2 separate regions of the Triticum aestivum genome follow, and region 2 is linked to region 1. The links are chromatin contacts, called in public Hi-C maps. All regions are on one chromosome and are shown on one strand. Each heading gives the region's core, a stretch centred on a gene start, on an enhancer-like site or on the middle of the called end of the contact. The rest is flanking DNA. Distances are from core to core; before and after follow the strand shown. Region 1 holds the start of LOC123061970 (clathrin interactor EPSIN 1). Region 2 has its middle 24 kb from the start of LOC123061972.

The links. A called contact is a pair of places that touch in the nucleus more often than the background predicts.
Region 2: a Hi-C map of leaf shows a contact between it and region 1, with 4 times the contacts expected there. The contact joins the enhancer-like site here to the promoter of LOC123061970 in region 1. A contact is called at or near these places in 2 of 5 Hi-C or Micro-C datasets (both in leaf).

The regions. Positions count from the first base shown.
Region 1 is chr3A:518,821,479-518,828,759 of IWGSC CS RefSeq v2.1, forward strand. LOC123061970 (clathrin interactor EPSIN 1) reads right to left here and starts at 4,635. Exons shown (of 11, transcript XM_044485262.1): 1 at 4,382-4,635; 2 at 4,222-4,273; 3 at 4,027-4,106; 4 at 3,843-3,921; 5 at 3,686-3,769; 6 at 3,455-3,600; 7 at 2,984-3,345; 8 at 2,465-2,625; 9 at 1,570-2,170; 10 at 1,046-1,238; 11 at 470-852. The coding sequence starts at 4,425. The coding sequence ends at 1,078. LOC123061971 (serine/threonine-protein phosphatase 7 long form homolog) reads right to left here. Exons shown (of 4, transcript XM_044485263.1): 3 at 5,938-7,242; 4 at 4,837-5,781. The coding sequence ends at 5,107.
Region 2 is chr3A:519,003,785-519,011,065 of IWGSC CS RefSeq v2.1, forward strand. No RefSeq gene overlaps it. Among protein-coding and RNA genes, the nearest start is that of LOC123061972, 24 kb to the left of the region's middle. Within about 2 kb of position 3,572, at least 6 of the 8 cell types and tissues checked have an H3K27ac peak or open chromatin away from gene starts, as enhancers often do. A contact at or near this core is called in leaf, where this site is marked.

The DNA of each region.
Region 1 (7,281 bases), core at 3,385-5,884:
TATGAGGCTTGTTGGTAAGGCCCAGCGTGATTTGCAACAAGGATCATGTTGTAAAGCGCTCAGCGTAACACGAGGCTTGTTACAAAGACTTGCCAATGGCTGCCACATTGAAATAAATGTTGTTTGAGGATTGCAACAAGACTCCTATTGCAAAGTGCCGAACGCAACACGACGCTTGTTACAAAGACTTACTAATGGCTGCCGCCTGCCGTGCAGAAAAAAAGTTGTTCGAGGGTTGCAACAAGACTCATGTTGCAAAGTGCCGAACGCAACACGAAGTTGTTGCAAAGGTTCAGCGAGCAGATCAGGCATAGAAAAAAAATGGGAGTGCCTAGGACTCATCTAGATGAGATATAATTTGGTCCCATTCACCTGAAAACAAAAACAGATAGAAATGGTACTACAAACCACGTCAGCACACACGCATCTTATAGTATCAATCCAATGGCTATAAAAGTGAATGAGACATAACTAAAACTCAGCTAGATGAGTTCTAGCAAAGCCGGAAAAAAATTGTTCAAGGCACTCCAACAAGGCTAATGTTGCGAAGCACTGAGCGCAACACGAGGCTTGTTGCAAAGGTACATCAAGCAGAATTGGACGACTAGCATACAACATAAAAAAAGCTGTTCAGGGTTGCAACAAAGCTCGTGTTGCAAAGCATTGAGCGCAATGAGACTTGTTGCAAAGGCCCAGCGGCTCACGAAAAGGGAGCAGACAGAAGGCGCACCCGCTTTTGGAGAAGCTCCTCCAGCAACCCCCAGGCCACGGCGAGTATGACAAACCAATTTCTACGCAGTCAACAAACCGAGCCTCGCGCGATTCTGACCCTCACTTTAGTTTATCCAGTCACTGCACAAAGTTCATTCGCTTTTTAATGCATACAAAATCATAGTAGCATCTCTATAACGCAGATTACATGTGTTCTGCGATACATCTACTCATCATTGCATAAGAAGAACAGAATCAGATATCGCAGGAACCACGGATGGGGAGACATGCCCACTCAAGGTAATCGAGAATATACAACCCTGAATAAGATCACCTGAAGTTCCCAAAGTGCTGCTGCTGCTGCTGCTAGAAAATGCGGCTTTCACCACCTGCTCCCGTGGAGCGTGGAAACTCAGGAGTGCCTGTTGCTGCCTCCATGTACCATGGAACAGTTTCTGGGGCTTTCTCCTCAGAGCCGTTGCTGAGCCGCCTAACGACCCTGGCATCTGAAGGATCAACCATCTTTGCTGCACATCACCAAAAGTAGAGAGCGATCATGAGCTACTTAGCTACAGTCAAGAAATGCAGGAATGATATCTAGCGCAAGATGCCAGTCTTGAACTATCTTACATTGCTTTTCTGCAACAAGCAAAAAAGATCAAGGTTTGTGGGTAACTGGAACCACAAGTCGACAACTCATGTTCTTTATATGTACTAATTGCAACCATAACTCATGTTATAGCATTGCTAATGATTTTGCAACAGGGATGCAGAAATTCGGGGGTATGGGCAGCCACGTGGGTATGAAAAGTCAAAAGGACAAATAAATCGTCATTAGCAGAGTATAAGGATACTTACGGGCAGCTAAATTCAAATCAATCAACCCACGGCTCAAAGAGTCGGCCCAAATGCTAGATTTGCCCCGAAAAGTCTCTTTCTTCACAGCTGGTTTTGATGCTGCCATGGAGTCCTGCTTCTGCTTTGCGAGTGACTCGTTCATGGATTTGGTGACACTTGCCGTGCGTGATCCCTCATGCGACGCAAAGGCGCCAAAGTTCAACTCCTCCGAAGGACTGCAATCAGAACTCTTGCTGGCCCCAGGAGAACCATGTGTTGGTTCAGTAACAGCTGACCCTTTACTTGAAGACCATACACCAGAAGAGTTTGATCCATTGAAACGCTTCACCGGAATTCCAGCCAAAGGATCGAAAGCTGTGTCACTTGAAAGCTTTCCTTGTGAGGATTTGCTTGGGGTGCCACGCACTGAGAACTCTGTTTCCGAAGGGAATATTGCGGCAAAGGATGGGTTGAAGGGATCAAAAGCAGACGCAGAGGGCTGCGCAGGGGAAGAAGTTTTTTGCTCTATATGTTTATTGGGAGCACCACGTACTGAGAACTCCATGTCTGCAGTAGCTGAGCCACCAAAGGATGGCCTGCCAGCAAATAGATCAATGTTGCCCTGCAATGGCATTTGAATGCAGATAATTAGTTGGAAAGTATGCAAAATGGCCAACCTGTAGAAACGTTTTATCATAAAAATGAAGTGTGAGTGTCAATTATACAGTCCAATAGCCTGCTTAGATTATGAATCTTCAGAATTACTGCATTGTCCTATCACCATTTTTGTGAAACTAAGTATATCATATTTAAGTGGGATTTTTATTGCAAATAACTGTAAGAGATGAAAAACAATTTGTGCTACAAAGATATTGCTAGGTAAGGATAACTTTTGAAGAAGGTCAAGAAAACAAACCTGAGGGTGAGAACCACTTGACGTTGCTGCCTCCAATGGAGCTGACTGGAAATCTGCAAACGCAAACAAATCAATTTCCGGCACAGCAGCACTACCAGCGTTTGGCATTAATCTTGGCCCAAAGAGATCCAAATTATTGGAGCTCACATTAGCTGTTCCAGCTGCACTCCAAAAATGAAGGTAAGTGAGGACAACACTACGGTGAGTATGTCAAATAAAAGAAAATGCATAGAACTTTGCGTCTCGGCTAAATAATCAAGCAAGCGCTATGGTGAGTATGTTTGATAAAGTTAAGAAATAGCTGACGGCACTATGGTGTGTAGTTCAAACAAAAGAAAATTCAAATAAGAACTTTGGCTCTTAGCTAGGTAGTGCGGTAAGCAGAATGATAAGTGATGCCAGCATAATAGGCACATACCATGTTAAACAAAGTGTATAACAATGGGTACAGCGACAAGGAAACCGTGGTAATCATACAATCTAACCAAACTTTAGAGATGGTAAGGAAGAAATAATGACCAGATGTGGAAGATCCTCGTGGATTGAACTCGTCGCCATCATCCTCATTCTTTCCTTTCTGTGAACTTGGAACAGCAGGTGTGGCACACGGATTCGACATCGATTTGGAGCCTCCTTTTGCTAATTTAGAGCTATTTGCACTCTTAGTAGTAGTTTCTTTTGACCTTTGTCTAGTGCTGCTGTAACTTGGCTTATTATTGTTCTTGCTCAATTCTGTGCCAGTGTGTCTATCCTTGAACGAGGCGGTTTCCCTCGAACCAGCTGTGCTCCCGTAGCGACTACCAGAGGAGTAGGTGCCACTGCCAAATGATGCTGCGCTTGATTTGTATGATGACATTCCAGTTGATGACACCCCCAAGTACCTGAACATATGATCCATGCAAATTGCAAAATTTGAGATGCACAGGGAAAGGCAAGAAGGGTTATGTTTACATAATGCACGACAAGTCGACGGCGAATGCAATGCAGTACTTGTCCCTCGTAGAAGCAGCCTTCTCCCTGGCTTGTTGAAGCTTTTCCCTGTCATCCACAATGACCAGAACAGCTTCGGCCTTCTTGCGCACATTGAGCCCAACGTCTTTTCCACCAGGCTCCACAAACTCGAATGTCGTGAGTTTCTTCACAAATAAAATCATCATCAGGGCGAGGTAAATAATAGTATATACACAAGTATACACTGAAACGAGCCACAGCAGCGCATACCGCAATCTGTGAGCTGTTGTCGATAATTTCCTCGGCTGCGCGCTCAGTGCCATTGGCCAGAAGATACTCAGCCACAGCCAGCGCCTGTGCAAGTGGAACAAACATCCTGTCAGTAAGGAACAATCCAGAACGGATAATTCCAGCTCGAGATCATCACCTTATACAGGTGACGCCAATTTGCGTCGGTGTTGCCCAGCCGTTGCCACAGCACCTTCATGATTATTTGGCATTCGCCGCTGAAAGCAGAGCGACGACTCGATCAAAATGTGCAAAAAAACTCAATACCCTCGATTTAAAGAGATCAAGTGAGGAGAATTGGAATTGGAGCGCTTTGCACTGACATATTCTTGGTGGCCCGTGCGATGTCCGCCATGTCTGAACCGTGAGGCCCCCACGGCTCATCGCTGGTCGCGTCAAGAACCTATCGGGTACAAAATTTCAGGAAGATGGTAAAACAGCACAGATACACCATGGACATTTCTTCCTTGCTACGGCGGAATTACACGGGCGAATGAATGAAACACGATCGATCAGACCTTCTGCTCGATCTCTGGCACCTTGAGCACCTTGAGATTGACCTCTCGCTTTCTGCGCAACAGGGGATCGGGCCCGAGGTCAGCGCGCACGGGGAAAAGAAGAAAAGAGCGCCAGGCACGATCATCAAATCAAGACGAGAAAACAAAAGTAGGGCCTTACATCTCCCGGACGGTGTGATCGAGCGCCTTCATGATCCCATCCATGGCTGGGCTGGAGACTTGCAACCCCGCCGGCGGAGGAGCGGTGGCGGTGGCGGTGGCGTGGCGACGCCAAGACGGAGACGGGGTCCGGAGAGGAGCGCCGCGGAATAATAACGACGCTGGCGGCAGTCAGCGCCCGGACCGGGACACTGTCTGTGTGCCCATCGCACTGGACTCTGTCTCGGACCGTCTCCCCCCTTGGGCTCGTTCGCGTGTGCGGTGTGAAAGCCCAACTGCTGGCGGGCCACATTTTCTACTCCTGGACATCTTCGCCTGAAGTTGCTCAGAAAAAAAAAGGTACATTTTCTCCTGAAGCTGATATTCGGACGCGGAAAAAGGTGTAAATACAACACCTATCTCCGATATAAAAAAAGAAACAACAATCTCCAATTTTGCCTATATAAGTACTCTCTCTGTAAAGAAATATAAGAGCGCTCAGATCATTATACAGAGGAGTAGTAGAGTGATAAACAAATAATGGATTGAATCACATCAAGAAGCTATTTGTCCCAGCGACAAATCATGCTGCATAACAAGCCCAATAATGTCAGCAAAAATGAAACGCCAATCACGGCAGACTCCCGAAAGCGGCATCAACTACATTCTAATCCCTACATATCTGGACATGAAGAAGCTGGAATCGGCATCATGTCTCTTTTCCTCTCTGACTTTGAGACAGATCAACTATGGGTGTGAGGAAGGGGCGCCATTACAGCCGCTGTCGTCTTCCTCCTCCGCGTCTTCGTGTTCTGCCGTCGCTACATCATCACCTTCCAGTTTGACATCGGCGCTCTCTTGTGGAGGAGAGGGCGCAACATCGAAACCATTGTTTTCCTCACATGTGGACATGGGTTCCACCACCTCTACACCATGTTCCATTTCGGCAGCATGTCCAGCTTGATCAACATCCTCAGTGTGCTGTGGAATATCAAAGTCTTCTGCCTCACAGTTCTCAATGGCCAATGAAGCCGAGTCACAGTTTTCGTGCACGTCCAGTAGCAAACTGTCGACGCGGTGGTTTTCCCCACCCATAGGTTCAAAGCCCAACGTAGCCTGCTCCACCGTGTGAAGGTCCTCATCTTCCAGGTATTCACCCTCTTGATTGTCACATATAATGTTCTGTTCAGCTTCAAGCAAAAGTAGAGACTCATGATGGGGAGCAGCAGAGCCACAATGTGAGCCGGTGACTGAATCAAAAGGTGGAGCCTCTGGGCCACCCCTTTCCTTGATCTCACCAAGATCACTGAGGACATCTTCAAAGCCATGCAGAAATTCAAACACTAAGGCTTGTGTGGCCGTATCAGCCGTGGATGCCATGGCTGTCTTGGCCTTCTTCATCATACCATGCAGCTTATCAACCTACAGGAAAGAATTCATCTTCAGTAATGATTCAGTATGTATGAACTACTTGGACAAGCTTCAATTCAAATCGTATTATTATATCTAGAGATAAAACATTAGTTCAGTCAACTGTGAAACCAAATCATATAAATTTGATGCATAAGTTAGGCTTACCGCTTTACGGATCATAGGAGACTTGGCTTTGTACTGAAGATCGGAAGAATCATCGGGTGGGGATAAAAGTCCTGCTTCAGCATCATCACCGGTCGATGGCACAAGATATCGCCGTGTAGCTCCAGAGTACCACTGCAGATACTCGTCATAAGATGACAAATCAAACTGCTCAGTCTCCCGAAATATGCGCTGTCGCCGTGCTTCCCATTCCTGAATATACTCATGATGTGTCTCTTCCCAATTTTCACGCTCTCTACCACGTCGGCTAATACGATGTAATGTCTGTAGGGTAGGTCGAAAAGGTGGCGGAATGCATTGACGAAGCCCGAATTGCCGCATCACTCGCTCAGGCAGATACATCTCAACAATAGGAAAATTTATTAATGGTGCTTGAGTAATCCACAGGTCAGCATCTTTTGTACAAAGTGGTGGTAAGCTCGAGGACTCAATGAGCATGTATGGTTCCCATTTCAACTGATCTGCTCGCTGCAGATTTAGCTCATCCCTGTACTGCTTAAGACAGCGGGTAGCATTCTCACTTTGTGCGCGAGCACCCACCCAACGGAAGCCAATTGGGGGCAAGTCCTGTGGGATGTCTGTCTCCGCGACTGAGGAAGATCGAGCCAATGGCCTGCCAACATGAGAGTGCTCCCAACTCCAAAGCTGCAAGAGAAGCAATGAACCACCTATATTCTTCATGTTGTGGGAGGAGGCAGCAGAGCAAAGAGCTCGGTAGAGGAATGCGAGGGCTGCGGAACCCCAGCTGTATGTTCCAACAAGAGAAAGATCAGCAATCAATGGAAGATATATCAGACTCATCCTTCCTGTCCCGTCTGGAAAGAGCACTCCACATAAAAGGCTCAGGATGTATGCTCGAACATGCCTCTGTACCGTATGATCATCCGCCCCTTCTGGTAACTCATAGAAGTGCTTCTTCAGCCATTTGTAATGCAAGAAGGATTTTCCAGGCATTGATTGAACTCTTGGATCATGACCTAGACAATCAAGGACCATCTGCCCATAATCATGATCAGTACTAGAACAAACCGGTCGGCCGTCAATAGGAAGAGCAAACAACATGGCAACATCTTGAAGCGTAACTGTCATCTCCCCAGAAGCCAAGTGAAAGCTGTGGGTCTCTGGCCTCCAACGCTCAACAAGAGCAGTAATCAAGGCTTTGTCCAATTGAGGCATTCTCTGGCAGATTTGTGAGAGACCAAGCAATCCAGCATCCCTCAAATAAGGACGATACCTCTCATGAAATTTCAAGGGTTTGTGGTGACGCAACTTCAACTGCTCCAGGGCCTGCAATAATAGAGAATATAGGTTCAATGCTATTGAAGA
Region 2 (7,281 bases), core at 2,322-4,821, 180 kb after region 1:
AACATGTTCGTCTTCTTTTTAGCAATTCCTCGCATGTCGCATCATACCCGTTTGAATTAATTCATAGTGATGTTTGGACCTCTCCTGTTGCAAGTAACACGGGCTATCTTTATTATCTTGTCATCCTTAATGATTTTTTGCACTATGTGTGGACCTTCCCGTTGCGGCGAAAGTCGGACTCTGTTGCCACTCTCACCGCTTTCTACTCCTATGTCTCCACGCAGTTTGGACGTCCCATTCATGCGTTGCAAACAGACAACGGGGAGGAGTTTGATAACCTTGCGAGCCGCAACCTTCTTGCCACACATGGCACGATCTTTCGTCTCACTTGCCCGTACACTTCGCAACAAAACGGCCACCCTAAGCGCGTGCTTCGCACTCTTAACGACTGCGTTCGCACCCTCCTTTTTCACGCCAACGTGCCACTATGTTTTTGGCCCGACGCGCTAGCCACCGCATCACTACTCATCAACATTTGTCCTTGTCGCACTCACGGAAACTTTGCACCTCATCACCTCTTGTTTGGCACGCCACCTTCCTATGTCGAGCTCCGTATTTTCGGTTGCCTGTGCTACCCCAGCATCGCTTCCACTACTCCTCACAAGCTCGCACCTCGGTCTGTGGCCTGCATCTTTCTCGGCTATCCCCCCAACACCAAAGGCTACCGATGCTATGATCCTATCTCACATTGGGTGATCACTTCACGACATGTTTACTTTGATGAGATGGTTTTTCCGTTTCAGCAGGTACGTTCGGATGTTACGGCTTTGCCCGCTCCCGGTGACGGCCGCCCACGTGCTTCTCTTGGGCCGCCTCCCGGCTTTGAGGGTGCCCCCCCGCGCCACGGGTCGAGTTTCTCCCCGATTGGCTGCCCTGGGGGCTGCACCTTCCTCGGCGCCCGCGGCCCCGCCCGCCGCCTCGCCGGCGGCCTCGCCCGTGGCCTCGGAGGAGGCGGGTTCTTCCTCGTCATCACCTGTCTCCGCTCCGGACCCGCTGCCCCGTCCGATGACTCGCTCTCGGGCTGGCACTCTCCGCCCGAGCACACGGTACCCCAGCGATGAGTACCTTCTCGATGCTTCCATCTCTGAGCCGTCCCCTCTCCCATTGTCAGCTCGAGCCGCCCTTCGGGATCCTCATTGGCTCGCTGCGATGCAGGAAGAGTTCGACGCGCTCCAGCGGAACCGTACCTGGCAACTCGTCCCTCGGCCGCCCCGTGCCAACATCATCACGGGCAAGTGGGTCTTTCGGCACAAGACTTATCCGGACGGTACTCTCGAGCGCTATAAAGCTCGCTGGGTGGTTCGGGGCTTTCGACAACGCGCGGGCGTGGACTTCACCGACACATTTGCCCCGGTTGTTAAACCGAGCACGATCCGCGCCGTGCTCCAGCTAGCCGTGTCTCGCGCTTGGCCTGTGCATCAGTTGGATGTGTCCAACGCCTTCTTGCATGGTCACCTCGCTGAGCAGGTGTTCTGTGAGCAGCCCACCAGGTTCGTCGAAGCCACGCATCCAGATCATGTGTGCTTGCTCTCTCATTCTCTTTACGGGTTGAAGCAGGCACCTCGGGCCTGGTACCAGCGCATCGCCGCCTTCCTGCAGACGCTCGGATTTACATCGACTTGCTCCGATGCGTCCCTCTTCATGTATCATCACGGAGTTGACACGGCCTACTTGCTGTTGTACGTAGATGACATCATTCTGACGGCAACCACTGTCGCGCTCCTCCAGCGGCTCACTGCTCGTCTTCGTGATGAGTTTGCCCTAAAGGACTTGGGTCCCCTGCATTACTTCCTTGGCATTGAGGTGGTTCGACGGCCTGATGGGTTCTTCCTGCACCAGCAGCGCTACACCCATGAGCTTCTCGATCGAGCTGGCATGCTTAATTGCAAGCCCGCTCCTACGCCCGTCGACACCAAGGCCAAGGTTTCCGCTTTGGAGGGTTCGCCTGCATCTGATGCGGCCTTCTATCGCTCCATTGTGGGTGCTTTGCAGTATCTGACCCTGACACGCCCCGACTTGCAGTATGCTGTTCAGCAGGTTTGTCTCCACATGCATGCTCCGTGCGACTCCCGCTGGACTCTGGTGAAGCGTATCCTCCGATACATACGCGACACCCAGTCTTTGGGACTTACGCTGACGGCCTCCGCTTCCACCGACCTCGTCGCCTATTCTGATGCGGACTGGGCTGGCTGCCCGGACACACGGCGCCCCACCTCGGGGTACTTTGTCTACCTTGGGCCGTCCCTGATCTCTTGATCCTCCAAGCGACAGCCCACCGTGTCCCGCTCGAGTGCCGAGGCTGAGTATCGAGCAGTGGCTAACGCCGTTGCTGAATGCTCTTGGCTCCGTCAACTGCTTCAGGAGTTGCTTTGTGATGTTCACAAGGCCACGCTCGTCTACTGCGACAACGTCTCCGCCGTCTACCTCTCCGCCAACCCGGTCCATCATCATCGAACGAAGCATATTGAGCTCGATATACACTTCGTTCGTGAGCAGGTGGCTCTTGGGCGCATCCGGGTCCTCCACGTCCCGACGGCACAACAGTTCGCCGACGTCATGACGAAAGGACTGTCTATTTCTGTTTTCGAGGAGTTCAGGTCCAGTCTTTGTGTCTCCGACGACGCTTCGACTGCGGGGGGGTGTTGAATATATGGTTCGTGCATGTATATTGTATAGTCTGGCCCACCTTCTAGTCTTTGTATAGTTGATAATGTGGCTCACCTTGTATTCTATATATACGTGCGCTATGCACCGATCAATACATCGTGAAGTATTGCCAAAACCCTTGTCTCCAACAGAAACCATGCACGAGCCTGTGATTACCGGCTTGGCTGCTTGCTTTGGCCTGGCCCTGCAGGAACCGTGGCACGCATCGATCATGGTACAGTGGACAAGGTGAGTCCTAGCTAGCATGCCAATGCTTTACCTTAGGAGCACCGACGTACAGTGGACAAGTGACTCTAGGACCAATTAACAGTAGCAGCATCACGTCCAAGTCCACCAATCCCTTTTGCCTTTGCGCGTCCTGACACAAAGGCTGATCCTGCATACTATAACCAAGTCGTCGTTTCGTACAGTACCTGTACTCACCCAAAAGTCAGCAGCCCTGCCTCTGCGTATATTATATCCATGCATCCAGCTCCAGACCGACAGGCCGCAAGGGAGGGAGTGAAGTGCTGCTAGCTGAGCCAGGATTATTAGGTCACCGCACCAAACTGCAGGACATTCCGAGCTGTGAAATCTGCCTAACTGCATTGATTAGTCGTAGCCATCAGATGTAGTACATGCATGAGGAGATAATTTTTTACGCGCAAGTGTAAAGATGAGATGAGATGAGATGAGCTGCCAGGCCACGCCCACTTGCATGCAGGAAAATGCAAGTCGTCCACGTTGCATGCACGACGCACGCCACGCCACGCCCGGCAGCAGCTGACCTGCCTGCCGATCGATGGGGCATGCGTTTGAAATGGCGACCTCAGTTCAGATCCAGTCACCATCATGTTTTATACTCTGTGTTTGCGTACGCAGGATCCACGACCTTGACTGCAGCCCGGGCCGAGTCAACGGCACGCCACCGGCCAGCTGTCCTCCTCCTCGCTCAGTACAGGAGCCGCGCGAGCTGCCGGTGCGTCTATACCTCGCTTATGGCGAGTTGGACGCGTGTCTCGCCGGGCCCACGAGCTAGTTAGCGTGTTTTTCTTCTGTTTTCTGCTATTTTTTTCTACTTTCGTTACTATTTAGAAATGATTGTATTTCTAAAATTACTTTGCATAATATTAAACGTGTATTAAGAAAATGTCTGGATATATAAGAAAAATGTACTATGTGCACGAAAAAATAGACATCAAAACATATATTTGAAAAAAATGTTAACCATGTATATAAAATTTTTCTGTATTAAAAAATGTTTCAGACGTATGCCAAAAATGTACAATGTGTATAAAACAATAGGCATCAAAACATGTATATTTAAAAAATGTATTTCAAAAATGTTAAACATGTAATAAATACATTTTTTTCACGTATATAAAAAATGTATGATGTACACGAAAAATAGACACCAAAACATATATTTGAAAAAATATTAACCATCTATATGAAAAATGTTAAACCTGTATACAAAATGTTTTTGATGTATACCAAAAATATACAATGTGTATCAGAACAATATACATCAAAACATATATTTAAGTAAATGTTCATAGTGTATTATAATAATGTTAAAAATGTATTAAAAATGTTCTTGACATATACTAAAAATGTACACTGTGTATTAAAAAATGTAGACATGTGTTGAAAAACTATAAAGACAAATAAACAAAAAGAAATAAATAAAAAGCAAAGAAAAACCCAATGGCAACAGTAAGGAAATCACATAGAAAACGAAAGTAAAGAAAATAACAATTGAAAACAGCAAGCAAAAGGACATAACAAAAGAAAGGAAAAACAACAATGAAACCAAAGAAAACACACAGAAAATAAATAAAAAGGCAATCAAAAGAAAGATAAACAGGAAAAAACCAACGAAACTGAGCGAGCTGCGAGCGTCTTCTCCTGAGCGGGCTACCGAAGGCGAAACAAACAGATAAATGGGCCGGCCCAGTTGCCACGCAAGAGAAAAATCCTTCAGAGAGAACAGCTATCTGACTCACACTAAGCGAGAATTAGCTCTCGTGCGTGGGTAGCACGAAGGCAGGGTTCCTGATCCAGGCAGCGAATGTGCAGTCCAGACAGGACACAATATCAGATCAGGAATTAGTAATTGCATCCAATATTCAAAAAGTCTCAATTTATATAGAGCAACTAACTAACGGGTACCCCTACGGTGATACCCAGCGGGCACTTTTGGTTGCTTGGAGTGCGACACTTGGTGCGCCCAGCAGCCTCCACGTGTTGCGTGCTGGCCGCACCCCGCGGTAGCACCAGTTTTTTCTGTTTTTGTAGGTGTTTTTGTTTTTTTACTTTTTCATGGTTTCCCCCCTAGGTTTTGGCTTTTTTAAGGTTTTTTTTAGTTTCTTTTCGAGAGGCTCACTTTTTTGTGCTTCCGCAAAAAGCATAACCATGGTTCGCCCAAAAAGGAATAGCATAGCATGTGCTTCCGCGAGAGGCACAGTTTTGCTTGTATGAAAAAAAAACAGAAGATGTGCTTCCACAAAAAAATGAAATATGCAACTGTGCTACCACCTCTGTTTTTTCTTATTCCAGTTTGGATTGTTGTGGGGTTCTTTCGGCTTCATTTGGGCTTTGTTTTTATCCAGGTTAATTTGTTCTTCCTTTTTTTCACTTTTTTTGTTTTTTGACTGTTTCTTTTCCTTTCCGATTAATTTCTTATTTTTTTCTTCTTTATTTACAAAATTTCCTGTACGTATTAAATTAATGAAGTTTGTAAAATTTGTAAGTAGTTTAGTTTTGTTGATCATTTTTATATCTACATGAATATTTCTACAGTTTATGGATTTTTTAAAGAATCCAGAACATTTTTAGAAATGCTTGTTTATTTTAAGAATTTAGAGCATAATTTTAATAATATAAGATATTTTTAGCGTCATAATATATCAAATTTTTTGAGCAGTTTTACGTTCATGAATTTATTTCTAATCTTACAATAAAAATTTATAAAATCCATAAACAAATCAAGCAGATTATTTTGGGGGAAACGAGCTGAAAAGCCAAAAATAAGAAATTGGAATATCTTTGAGTCATATTGGGCAGTCGGCATGTGCAATCTTACTGTGGGTACGCTCAACTATGTGACGCATCGAGCGTCATATAGGATATCAAGTAATTAGAGCCCGGCTTAGCATGCAGACTCAAGGGCTACTACATGGATCGGCTCAAATATGAGAGAAAATGTTATTACTCGCTTATGCCAACAGACATATACTACCTCCATCCTGGTTTATTGGTCTCCATTGTATTTTGTGTCAAATTTTGACCATATATTTAACTAACAAAATGTTCGTGCATGTCAAAGAAAAATATCATTAAAAACTATGTTCAAATACGAATCCAACCATAGAATTTTTGTTGACATGAATGAACATTTTGTTAGCTAAATCTTAGGTCAAAATTTGACATAAATTACAAAGGGGACTAATAAACCAGGACGGAGATAGAGTACATGGGCTGGTGGGAATCCAGGAGCGAACGAGCGATGAAGATAACAAGCTCATCTGAGCTCGTGCTCAAAACAACACTTTCGGATGAATAGCACCTGGGGCATTTCCTATTTGGCGCCACAGGTGCCAGTTAACGTGCATTTTATTAACTGGCGCCTGTGGCGTCCGTAAATGGGCCGGCCCATCTAGGGGCTGGTTGACATTTTTTTTTGAAAATTCTGTGAACTTTTTTGAGATTGATGAACTTTTTTGAATATTGATGAACTTTTACGAAATTTAATGAACATATCTCTTGAAAATGGATGAACTTTTTTATTTATGAATTTTTTTTTTCAGTTCCATGAACTTTTTCTAAAAATACATGAACTTTTTTTCAATTTCTACGAACTTTTTAAAAATTTAATGAACTTTTCCTAAATTTAATGATTTTTTTTCAATTTGAATGCACTTTTTTTAAAATTGAAGAACTTTTTCAAAATTGAACTTTTTTTAAAGATGTCAACGTATTTTTTCAAATGGATGAACTTTTTTCTTTAAATCTGTAAACGTTTCTTCATTTCATATTTTTATTTTCATAAAAAAAATAAAAACTTGGGGCAGCACGCTAGTGGGCCGGCCCATGCTAGCAGTGCTGCAGGCGTCGGGTCGTTAACGGGCGCCTGCAACGCTGTATAGGAGCTCCCAGCACCTAGTGTCACAAGTCATGAGTCGGAGCCCTCGAACCAAACACGGTGAGAGCAAGTATAATAAGGTCTAGTCAGCAGGCTTATAAGAGTTGTCATGTCATTAAAATCCTACTTGGAGGAATGAGAAGAGAGGAGAGAGAGTGAAGCAGGCTCTTATTCTACAGCCCGGCTATAGCACATGAATCAAGAAAAAGTAGTATGCATGCAATGCTCCTCCAATATACACATTGTTCATGCAAATATTAAATGCTAACTAGAAACTAGCTAGACTGACTAGAAACTAGCTTGACAGTAGACTTCACACCTACACAATCGAGTGTAGGATCGAGAAGAGGTGTCTAGAGGGGGTGAATAGACTCTTAGCAAGAAAAGTTGCAATTTTTAATTTCTTTAAGTTGAAGTGGAGTTTTGGCATAAGTTTGAAGATTCACAATACATATCAAGCAAACATGACAAGAGTATATGAGCAGCGGAAA